Linked DNA regions of Mus musculus: region 1 is linked to region 2. The links are chromatin contacts, called in public Hi-C maps. All regions are on one chromosome and are shown on one strand. Each heading gives the region's core, a stretch centred on a gene start, on an enhancer-like site or on the middle of the called end of the contact. The rest is flanking DNA. Distances are from core to core; before and after follow the strand shown. Region 1 has its middle 15 kb from the start of Fasl. Region 2 overlaps Cenpl (centromere protein L).

Evidence for each region. Hi-C and Micro-C count contacts between places; a contact is called where the count stands out from the background.
Region 1: a Hi-C map of CD4 T cells shows a contact between it and region 2, with 3 times the contacts expected there. The contact joins two enhancer-like sites. A contact is called at or near these places in 2 of 39 promoter capture datasets (the 3T3-L1 cell line and maxillary cranial neural crest), 1 of 484 Hi-C or Micro-C datasets (CD4 T cells), 2 of 115 datasets of contacts at active chromatin or transcription factors (bone marrow-derived macrophages and large pre-B cells) and 1 of 9 other capture datasets (adipose tissue).

Annotation. Positions count from the first base shown.
Region 1 is chr1:161,800,785-161,806,429 of GRCm38.p6, forward strand. No RefSeq gene overlaps it. Among named protein-coding and RNA genes, the nearest start is that of Fasl, 15 kb to the left of the region's middle. Within about 2 kb of position 3,862, at least 50 of the 459 cell types and tissues checked have an H3K27ac peak or open chromatin away from gene starts, as enhancers often do.
Region 2 is chr1:161,073,174-161,078,862 of GRCm38.p6, forward strand. It overlaps Cenpl (centromere protein L), which reads left to right. Exons shown (of 5, transcript NM_001159930.2): 2 at 1,584-1,757; 3 at 5,056-5,307. The coding sequence starts at 1,587. Among named protein-coding and RNA genes, the nearest start is that of Cenpl, 5.3 kb to the left of the region's middle. Within about 2 kb of position 3,163, at least 69 of the 459 cell types and tissues checked have an H3K27ac peak or open chromatin away from gene starts, as enhancers often do.

The DNA.
Region 1 (5,645 bases), core at 2,612-5,111, 730 kb after region 2:
GGATCAGATGAAGAGAAATGAATGTTCCCAGAGAAACACTGTTAAACTCTTAGTTAAGATCTTTATTGAATGGCTGAACATGTTCATTGTAATATAAATGTTTCCTATAACCACAACCCCATCTTTGGTAACAACAGTCCAGTTTTCTTTCCTTGTGATCTAGTTGTTAATGACCCAAGATGAACTCCCACCCTACTCCAGTCACAAGTATAGGACCCACTGTGTTCCAATCATTAGGAACACTAATAATGTCAAGGACCACAAGATGGTCCATATTATGACACTACTTTGGTACCTAGAGTGAGGGTAGCCTAGAAAACAAGATGGGGTTTGTTGAAAATTCAGATGCAAAGACTCAGACTGCTTCTTCTAACCAGTTCTGTGGGAGTCTGAAGCCTGGGCAGAGATGGACAGAGAAAGACTCATGGATCTAGGGGTATCAGATTCCAATTTGAGAAATCTATTCCTCAATTTTATAAATTGTGGAAGTCATAACATTTTCTATTTTTTTCATCACAAGCCAATTTTGGGTTTGCTTCCTGTGATTTTTGAAGAGACAGAGACGGAGACAGGGAGGGAGGGAGGGAGAGAGAGGGGGGGAGGGAGAGAGAGAGAGAGAGAGAGAGAGAGAGAGAGAGAGAGAGAGAGAGAGAGAGACTCAATACATACCCACAACAAAGACACTGGGGATGCTTGAACAGAAAGGGAAGGTGACAGGATCTCTGGTAAGTGCCTCAGAAAGTTGGCTCTACTAAAATGGGGTGGTTGGTCCTGAACAGGAAACCCCAGTAGCACAGCAGAGCTCCACAGGAGGAGAGGGCTCATCTCCACTGACACCTAGCACTACATCCACTGAGTTTTAATGTGCGAGTATGAAACTCTTTTTGTTTGTTTGTTTTTGGTTTGCTTTTTGTTTTTGTTTTTGATTTTTGTTTTTTGGTTTTTCAAGACAGGGTTTCTCTGTGTAGCCTTGGCTATCCTGGAACTCACTCTGTAGACCAGGCTCACCTCGAACTCAGAAATCCGCCTACCTGTCTCCCAAGTGCTGGGATTAAAGGTATACGCCACCACTGCCTGGCAAGTATGAAATTCTTAATGAGGCTTTGCTTGCTTGACTCCCACAATGCTTTTTGGGTCCCTAGAATACAGTCTTTAATTTAGAGGCACTTCAAAATGCCTGGAATTGTAGTTCGACACCAGATACACTTTCTGTATCCCTGAAACCTGAGTGTACTCCATTTGTGAGGACAAGCCTGATCCAAAGGCCCTTCTTGCTGTGTGACTGCCCCGCTCCAGTGTTCACCTACCCACAAGCAGGGAAGACTCCAGCCTTTTAACCAAGGCACAGCATTGGACCTTTATGGATTATTATGAGTAGATATTTTAATGCCATATGCCATTTCCAGGGTGATGTGTGTTAACCATTTAGTCCATCCTAGCCAAGAGTGGTTGAGGGTGAGGGCTTCAAAATATACAAAGATGAGCCTCTGCAAAGCCAGGGTGCTTACGTAGTCATCTCACTAACTACTCCTGAGTCCCATGTGCCACTATCGAAATAAAAAGGAATGAAAATAGCCTATCCTTAAGGAGTTGATTCAGAAAACCATTAATGACGTCTTATCTGAAGCTCCTTAATCATAAAATAGTTACAAAGATCATGGGCAGTCAAGACATCGCACAGTTCTGAAGTTTGTGTCCTACTATGTGCTCCACGCTTGAAATGTACAAGAAGAGCTGCTTATCTTTCCTTTCCCAGCATCTGACAAACATGGGACATCAGTCCCTGAGGAGACAAGAAGGTGGCTGCCAGAGGCTGAGTCCCATGGTTCTATCATTGACCATTGAGTACTTCTAAGGTGTGCTCTACATCAGTCTCTACAGGAGGAAGAGGGACAAATCCTTGGATTCAGGTTAAAGTTGCGAAGTACCCATGCGCCAGGAACTATTATTATAAGACTTTGAGTGGAAAAAAGGAAAAAGAAAAACACTCTAAGAAACCAACAGGCTAGTATTAGGTTAGAGAGAAAAGGGCTGAAGCCTAGAGGACTGGGCAAAGTTGGGAGCTAAAGAAACATTTCATGGAAGAGTTCATATGTGAGATGGTACTTATTAAAACATCATCTCACAAGAGACAGCTATATCTGGGTCCTTTCAGCAAAATCTTGCTAGTGTATGCAATGGTGTCAGCGTTTGGAAGCTGATTATGGGATGGATCCCTGCATATGGCAATCACTAGATGGTCCATCCTTTCGTCACAGCTCTAAATTTTGTCTCTGTAACTCCTTCCATGGGTGTTTTGTTCCCAATTCTAAGAAGGGGCAAAGTGTCCACACTTTTGTCTTGGTTCTTCTTGAGTTTCATGCGGTTAGCAAATTGTATCTTATATCTTGGGCATCCTAAGTTTCTGGGCTAATATCCACTTATCAGTGAGTACATATTCTGTGAGTTCCTTTGTGATTGTGTTACCTCACTCAGGATGATGCCCTCCAGGTCCATCCATTTGGCTAGGAATTTCATAAATTCATTCTTTTTAATAGCTGAGTAGTACTCCATTGTGTAGATGTACCACATTTTCTGTATCCATTCCTCTGTTGAGGGGCATCTGGGTTCTTTCCAGCTTCTGGCTATTATAAATAAGGCTGCTTGAACATAGTGGAGCATGTGTCCTTCTTACCGGTTGGGACATTTTCTGGATATATGCCCAGAAGAGGTATTGCGGGATCCTCCGGGTAGTACTATGTCCAATTTTCTGAGGAACTGCCAGACTGATTTCCAGAGTGGTTGTACAAGCTTGCAATCCCACCAACAATGGAGGAGTGTTCCTCTTTCTCCACATCCTCGCTAGCATCTGCTGTCACCTGAATTTTTGATCTTAGCCATTCTGACTGGTGTGAGGTGGAATCTCAGGGATGCTCACAGTCATCTATTGGATGGAACACAGGACCCCCAATGGAGGAGCTAGAGAAAGTACCCAAGGAGCTAAAGGGATCTGCAACCCTATAGGTGGAACAACATTATGAACTAACCAGTAACCCGGAGCTCTTGACTCTAGCTGCATATGTATCAAAAGATAGCCTAGTCGGCCATCACTGGAAAGAGAGGCCCATTGGATTTGCAAATGTTATATGCCTCAGTACAGGGGAACGCCAGGGCCAAAAAAGGGGGAGTGGGTGGGTAGGGGAGTGGGGGGGTGGGTATGGGGGACTTTTGGGATAGCATTGGAAATGTAAATGAGGAAAATACCTAATAAAAAAAACCCATCATCTCACCAGGTGTGGTGGCACATGTCTTCAATTCTAGCACACGGAAAGCAAAGGATCTCTGAGTTTGAGGCCAGCCTGTATCGAGTTTCAGGACAGCTAAGATCACATAGAGAGACCATGTTTCAAAAACAGAAAATCATCATCTCTAAAAGCTTAAACAAACAGCCACCACCACCACCACCACAACAACAAACCTTTGACTCAATACATTGAAAAGACCATAGGAAGAAAAACAAATTGAACAGAAGTTGTAAGTCTGGTAAGTGGTATTTGAGTATCCCTGACAGCCTGGCTTGGCCTGCTCACTTGACTATGCTGTGCTACCTGCAACTCTTCTCTCCCAAGGGAAGGCACATAAAGATACCTTTGGCCATTAATTCTTTCCCAGCCACCCTTTCGGGCCACAGACTTCCCAGGCAGCCAGGCAACTGTGGCCCGAGGCAACAGCTGTCCTAGAACAGAATTTAACCAAGCCTGGCCACTTTCTTTTAGAGGGACTCAGAGCAGCTTAAAAGTCAAGGTTTCCAGGGGTGAGAGAGATCAAAGGCATATCTGCCCACAGCCCTCTGTGGTCTGGTTCAAACGCTCAAGCGTTCCAGCACACAGTGGAACATGTGCGTACTTCACAGAACAACAGAAATTCAGCTTCATCTTGTTCCATGCAGTGGCACCACACGAGGCCACGGAGGCTCAGCCTCCAGTCTTCTTGAACACCTAGCTAGTCCCCAGGCATCTCAGACTATTAGGGAGGCTTAACCTGTGGCCATACAGGCAGCCGGAGTCAGACCAAGCCACAGTGTGCAGGCAGACACTGAACAGAGACAGAGCTGTACAGGGAGAAGTTTTTATACTTTCCTGTTGCGGTAAAAATGCATCCTGTTTGTCTAAGTTGATAGGTATAAGTGCACATAATGAAGTCCCGATGTTTAGACAAATTGGCCACATGCTTAACATGTTTGTGTGCATGGTTTATATATATGATCATGCATCTGATATCTCACAACCAGGTGACAGTACCGTAGGCTCCTCTGATGTGCTAGAAATAAGATTTCACTCTCACGAAGAACCTTCCCTAAAAGGAGGGGCATACACAGTGGCTGCTACATTGGGTTCCCAAATCGCCAAATGTGCAGTGTTGAAACAACAGAAAGAGACATGAAAGAAGAATACGATTCAGCAGAGTTTCTCTCCAAGTTAAGTAGCTCCCTTCTTGAACATCTTTAGAAAGAAGATGTCCTTTCGATCAAGGATGACAGAAAAGGAAATGCAGATGCCTTTAAGTTTCTCTCACCACAATAGAATGTAAGCATTCACTTTAAAAAGGTTATATCCATGGGGAATATGTAGGAACAGGCGCTTGGAAGCAAGAAGAGGGGGCCATCAGTTCTGCACTGGCAAGATGGAGGCTGAAGACAGAACAAATTTCAGTGGATGGGATAGTCAAGCTACTGGAGGGTCATTTCAGTAAAGGGTCATTCAAGGTAGTCAAAGAGAATGGCAAAGCTGAAAGAAATGTTGGGCTATTTACCACACCGGAACCTGCCCATCCTTAATTTCTCCATGGTATTTGGTGTCATCTGACACTGTAATTTTGTTGGCTGTCTCCCTAAGTAGAATATAAGCTCTCTGATGGCAAAGACTGTTTTATTCTATGCTGGATCTACACACCTAAAACATTGCTTGTCCCATAGGAAGAATCCGTACACATGAAGAGTGAATGAACCCGAGTGAGCAGGTGAGGTAGCTGCCACAGGTCACATGGAGCCTTGTGTGCTATGTTGAGTGTCTGTGTAACTTTGGACACGGAAAACAGTGTTTACAAGCTGGCAACCCATACTCCAGTCGTGGGGTGTTTTGTTTGACCAATATTTCCAAACTAGAATATTTTATATAAAAACCTAGATTGATGAGTCTCCCTTAAAAATTCTGAGGATGCAGTGTTATGGAGCTGATAGCCTTGAAGGTAACATCCTGGGATGAGATGCCAATGTCTCATGAATATAGCCTGTGCTCTCCAGTCACCATCGCCTGCCCTCGTCTGGATCACCTTGCTTCAGGTTGTCCTTATACACGCATCACTTTCTCAGTCCTGGTGGACAAAGAGAGCTTGCAACTTCAGGCTTGGATTTAGAACATGAGGTTTGAAAATTCCACCATAATCATGAATCTCTGAAGTGAGCTCCTGGTGAGCCATGCCTCCAGTAAGTATTTACAGAAGCTAAAGGGTTCCTGTGCAATCGACAAGACTGCAAGACAAGTCATGTGACCAGCTCCTGAGACTCCAACAGGAGACTCCTGAATGTGCTATGGCCTCCATGCTGTGAGGAGGACCAATTTAACACTGAAGAGACCACACAGAGGATAAGTGAGATGCCCTGGCAG
Region 2 (5,689 bases), core at 1,913-4,412:
TTTTCAGACTAGAAATCTCATATCTTTCTGGCTACTGGGATTATATATATATATTCTTAATTGTTACATGTAAGTATACTGTAGCTGTCTTCAGACACACCAGAAGAGGACATCGGATCTCATTACAGATGGTTGTGAGCCACCATGTGGTGCTGGGATTTGAACTCAGGACCTTTGGAAGAGCAATCAGTGCTCTTAACCGCAGAGCCATCTCACCAGCCCTGGCAACTGGGATTGTTAAATGGCAAAGCCAGCAGGGGTGAGCAGTGCCCCAGCCTGGGAGCATGGTTTTCTTTTTCCCTGGGGATCTGGGGCCAGTGTAGTGACTGGTCATTCTGTTGCTATTATTGCTTTGCAGCCTCCTTCAGGAAAGGGGTGTTTGAGAACAGGGACCAGGAAGTGGGAGGAAAGTGGAGCTAGAGCCCACAAAGATGCTCTGGATTCAGACTCTGGAGACCAGCATCAGAGTGCACACCTAACTTTATTGTTTATTACATAAGTTTATTTAGCTAATTACGGTTCGTTTATGTATTCAAGAGCAAATTGGGGTGCAACCTGTGTTTAGCCAAATCTGACTACCCTGTCCTTGAGCGTGTCTGTGAGTCTGTAGAGGAGGGGCCAGTCCTTCCACCCCCCTATACCTGTGGAGATTTCTGTGAAGACAGGGGAAGTAGCCACTGTCCTAGCCTGGGTCCTTTGTGTTGTCTCTCTGTGTGCAGGGAGCGGTGTCAGATCATACATTGTGTACAGGAGATCTGGACTCTTTAAGGAGTTTCAGAAGCTTGTGGTGCCTCACGCCCCTTCCCATTTCTTCCTCCACCAGGTTTATCTCCACACCCCCTACAGGGGGGCTAACTGTGATATAACAGCCTTTGCTCCCTTGTTAGAGTCTTCCAACTTCCAGGGACCCTGGAAGAGAGCTATCCACCCACCATGCCAGTTGTCATAAATGGTCTGTCTTTCCATGTGTTCACTTAAAGCCATTTCATGTCTTTCTTCAGTTTTTGAATTTGGTAAAGCCAGATTAGAGACAGCTCTTTAGGGTTATTGTGAAGCCCCTGCTGTGCTCAGCCTTCATGGTGGTCTCGGAAGTCTCCTTTGTAACGTGCATATTACATTATTTGACTTATTCTAGAGTTCATACTGAAAGGTTTCTTGTATTGATATTTCTTTTCACAATAAGAGAATAGTAGCTAAGATAAGAAACGAGTATGATGTAGAAAAGGTGGAGAGTAGAAAAGAGAGAGAGTAAGAATGTGCATGTAAGAGAACAATGTGCATGAATTAACTTTTTATATATTTTTTTTATATTTTTTTTTCTTCTTGTTCCGGCCTCGCTATCTCAGGCCCAAAGATTTATTTATTTATTTTATGTATTAGTACACTGTAGCTGTTTTCAGACACACCAGAAAAGGGCGTCAGATCTCATTATGGATGGTTATGAGCCACCATGTGGTTGCTGGGATTTGAATCAGGACCTCTGGCAGAGCAGTCAGTGCTCTTAACTGCCCAGCCGTCTCTCCAGTCCCCTGACTTTTTAGTGATTAGAGTTCCAGTTACCTTTTTTTTTTTTTTAAATGCAGACCATGGATTCCTGTGATTTTCGAGGACTGACTTCTAGACGAAGGACCTCAAATCTTAAGAACTACTTTGTAGGTGCCACCCCTCTGCAGAAACGACTGGAATTGGTCAGGAGGCAGAATTCAGATTTTCCCAGTCCATCTCGAAGGAAAATTCCCCAGTGTTCACAGTTGCAGGTATGGTTTGTGTTGTTTTTAACAAAATCTCAATCATTTGATTTTATCAATGAAGACTGGGGAGCCAAATGCTGGGGTGGAAGCCTGCTAGCTCAGAGAGGCAGAGAAAGCACCCAGCTGACCCTTTCTCCACAGCCAGTGTCCCAAAAGCAACCAATTCTCGACGCTGTCTCAAAAATCGCTCAAAGGATTGTCTCTCCCTTCTATTTCCTGTGTCTCTGTCTTCCAACTTCCTTTTGCTCTCTGTGGTTCTTTCTGATGCTCACTCCCTGTCACCTGGATGTTTGTTCTGCCTCTTGACCTATGGTTAACTCTATTTTAGTCCTGTTTACAATAACCAGCAAGCTCTTGGATCAAAGGTATGTGCTAGGGCTGAGCCGTACCATAACTAGAAACCGTTTTTCCTAATAAACAACACAACCTCAGGGTTCACAGTGTGATTACTAGCTCACCTTCAAGCTAGTCAGTGATGGAGAATATAGAAATAAGAATATATCAACTTACATAACTAATACTTTTAGTACCTTAATCTCTCAGTTAATAGATAAATGAGGGATAGCTAAGTAAATAGTTTAACTTTAACCAAAATATCTTTTGTTCTAGTTTCCTTTAATCCACATCATCTACCACTGAACTATGTTCCTAACCTGGGAGACTTTATTTATTTCCTTATTCATTCCTTCTTTCTTCTGAGAACTGAGATGACATGTGTGCACCTATGTGATTTCCATGTGTATAGTGTTTTGCCTGCATGCATATATGTATACCACATGTGTGCCTGAGGAGCTCAGATGAGGTATTCCCTAGAATTCGTGTGACATGATTGTGAACCATCTGCTGAGACCCAGACCCTGGTCCTCTGCCGTTTCTCCACGCCCTCCAAGATATTTTATATAAAGATAGAAATGTCTAGTTTGGTGCTTTTTATTTTTATAATTTTCCTGTAGATTTAATAAGATAAAGTATGCAACCATTTCACTGACTGCTGTAGCTATGACAAACATTGTTCTCAAATCTCTCTCTCTCTCTCTCTCACACACACACACACACACACACACACACACACACACACACACACCTTTGTTCTAAATGATAGCTGGAGCTGGGAGACCATGTCAGAAAATATGGACTTTAGAAGTTCCTCAGGAGGAAGCCAGGAGCTTTTCGACAGTCAGTACTTTTATGCTGTTCTTAACCCTTTAGCTAATGAATAAATGAGGGCTAGTTCACTTAATTCATTTTAATACTGCTATGGAGCCAATACAAATAAAGCTTGCTTGTTTTTTTTTAGTTTTTGTTTTTGTTTTTTCTGTTTGTTTACTTTTACTTTCGTTTCTTTGAGACAGAGTGTCCCTATATAAGCCTGTTAGCTTAGAACTCACTGTGTAGACTGGGCCAGGTGGACCTTGCACTTGTGGGCGGTCTCTGTCTGTCTCAGGAGAGCTGGGGTTACAGTCGTGTACCATCATGCCTGGCTCACATTTTTTTTTTTAAGTGAACATACAAAATGACTGGTTTCCCTGTGGCATGTTCACATGTGTATCATACTTCCTTGTTTTCTCTGCGACCTGATCCTGTCCCTCCTCCCAAATGGTTTTCCTTTCTGCTTTCACTTTATTACCCTACTTTATGATCTCGTCCTTCTGCTTACGCTCCCTTTCTGTTTTCATGACCACATGCACATATACACACATCTAAGTTCTGAATATTAGAGAAAACATAGGCACTTATCTGGCTTACTTTACCTAACATCTAAGAGTATCCATTTTCTTGAAAATGTCATGGTTTCATTTTTTTTTTTTTACAGCTTAAAAAAAATTCTATTGTGTATTCCTATCATCTTCCCTCCCTTCCTCCCTCCCTCTCTTTCTCTCTCTTTCTTTTTCTTTGTCTTTATTTCTTTTTCTTTTTTTGAGACAAGGTCTCTTTTTAGAGCATTGGCTGTCTTGGAACTCACTGTGTAGACCAGGCTGGCCTTGAACTCACAGAAATCCACCAGCCGCTGCCTCCTGAGTGCTGGGATTAAAAGTGGGCCCATTTCATTTATTTGATATGCACGAGTTGAGCATGTATCTTATCTTTATGGTATGTTTCAGAGTCCTGTGGATAGGAGTGGTCTCGCTGGGTCCTGTATTTAGGGTTCTAAGGAACCGCCACATGGAGTTCGTAGTATACATGGCTTTACATCTCTCCCCATGCTCTGTTGTTGATGACACTTGTGACTCTAACAGAGGGCAGACAAACACTTCCAAGTCCTTTTATTTAGTATACCCAGTTAGGCTTTTGTGTTAGTTATGGTTTTGCTGCTGTGAACAGACCTAGGCAACTCTTATAAGGACAGCATTTAATTGGGGCTGGCTTACAGGTTCAGGGGTTCAGTCCAGTATCATCAAGACGGGAGCATGGCAGTGTCCAGGTAGGCATGGTGCAGGAAAAGCTGAGAGTTCTGCATCTTCATCTGAAGGTTGCTAGAAGACTTCCTCCCACAGGGTTAGGAGAAGAGTCTTAAAACTCACGCCCACAGTGACACGCTTCCTCTAATAAGGCCACAGCTCCAAATAGTGCCACTCCCTGGGCCAAGCATATTCAAACTATCACAGCTTTGTTGCATAAAATGAACTTGTTAAATATTTTTTAAATTACTTAAGGCTAATCAAGCTAGATCCTTTAGAAATACTTTTGTGTGTGTAGTACAAGCCCAGGGCTGTGCCCCTGCTAGGCAACCACTCCGCTATTAACCACTTACACCCAGCACCACTATTTGCAGGGTATATGTAAAGGAAAACAGAAATGTTTGTCTATGAAATGTCTACTGAAATCCCGTGAAATACCATTGTTTATATTCTGTGCTAACAGCTAGAGTAAATGAAATAGACAAAACCCTGTCCTCAGCAAGTTTCTACTCTGATTGGAAAGGGAAACAAGAAAAGTAAGACACATATATTCAGATCATAGTAAGTGCTATGAAGAAAAATAAAAGGTTAGGAGATAGTGACAGACTTGAAGTGATAAGTTTTCTTTAGAATGGCCTCTTAGAGAAGAACTAAGAACAGATCTGAATAAAACAGAGAACTGTCTTGTGTGAACATCCGAGACAGAAAAGCTTCCTACATGGGAATTGGGGGTAAAGGCAGAGGACCTTTTAGTGACCTCTAAATTCCATTTGAGATTAGTATTAGGAACACAAGGTCATGTACCAAGTTGTAGATTTATATTGAATATGTAAATTGCTATGATTAAATTCTTAGCTATGCTTTTTACTTTTAAAACCTTTGTCTTGATTTTTTGTTTGTTTTAGGAAGATATCGATCCTCAGAAGGTTGCATTTCTCCTCCACAAACAGTGGACTATATATAGTTTAACTCCCTTGTATAAATTCTCCTATTCTAATCTCAAAGACTATTCTAGACTTCTAAGTGCATTTATTGTTGCCGAAAAGCAAAAAGGAGTAGCTGTGGAAGTGGGAGAAGACTTCAACATCAAAGTGATTTTCTCCACTCTACTTGGAGTGAAAGGGACACAAAGGGACCATGAAGCGTTTCTTGTCCAGGTATAGTAGTGTATATCCCTTTGCTTCCTAGAGCGGAAAAATCTGTTTTGTTGGTTTGGAATGGAAATTATAGTATTTTCTTATTTTTTTTAACTTAAAAACATTTTTGATTGCATTTATATATATATATATATATATATATATATATATATATATTTAAATATGTGTGTGGGTGTGCATGTGTGTGTCTGTGTGCCACAGTGCCCCTGTGCAATTTGGAGAACTTACTAGAATTGGCTCTCTCTAATGTAGGATCCTGGAGATCAAAGTCATGTTGTTAGGCAAGGCACCAAATGCTTTAATTTGCTGAGTTATCTCGCTGGCCTAAACCTTGTGGGTTTTTGTTTTGTTTTTTTACAATTTGTTTGTTTTTTCTCAAGAC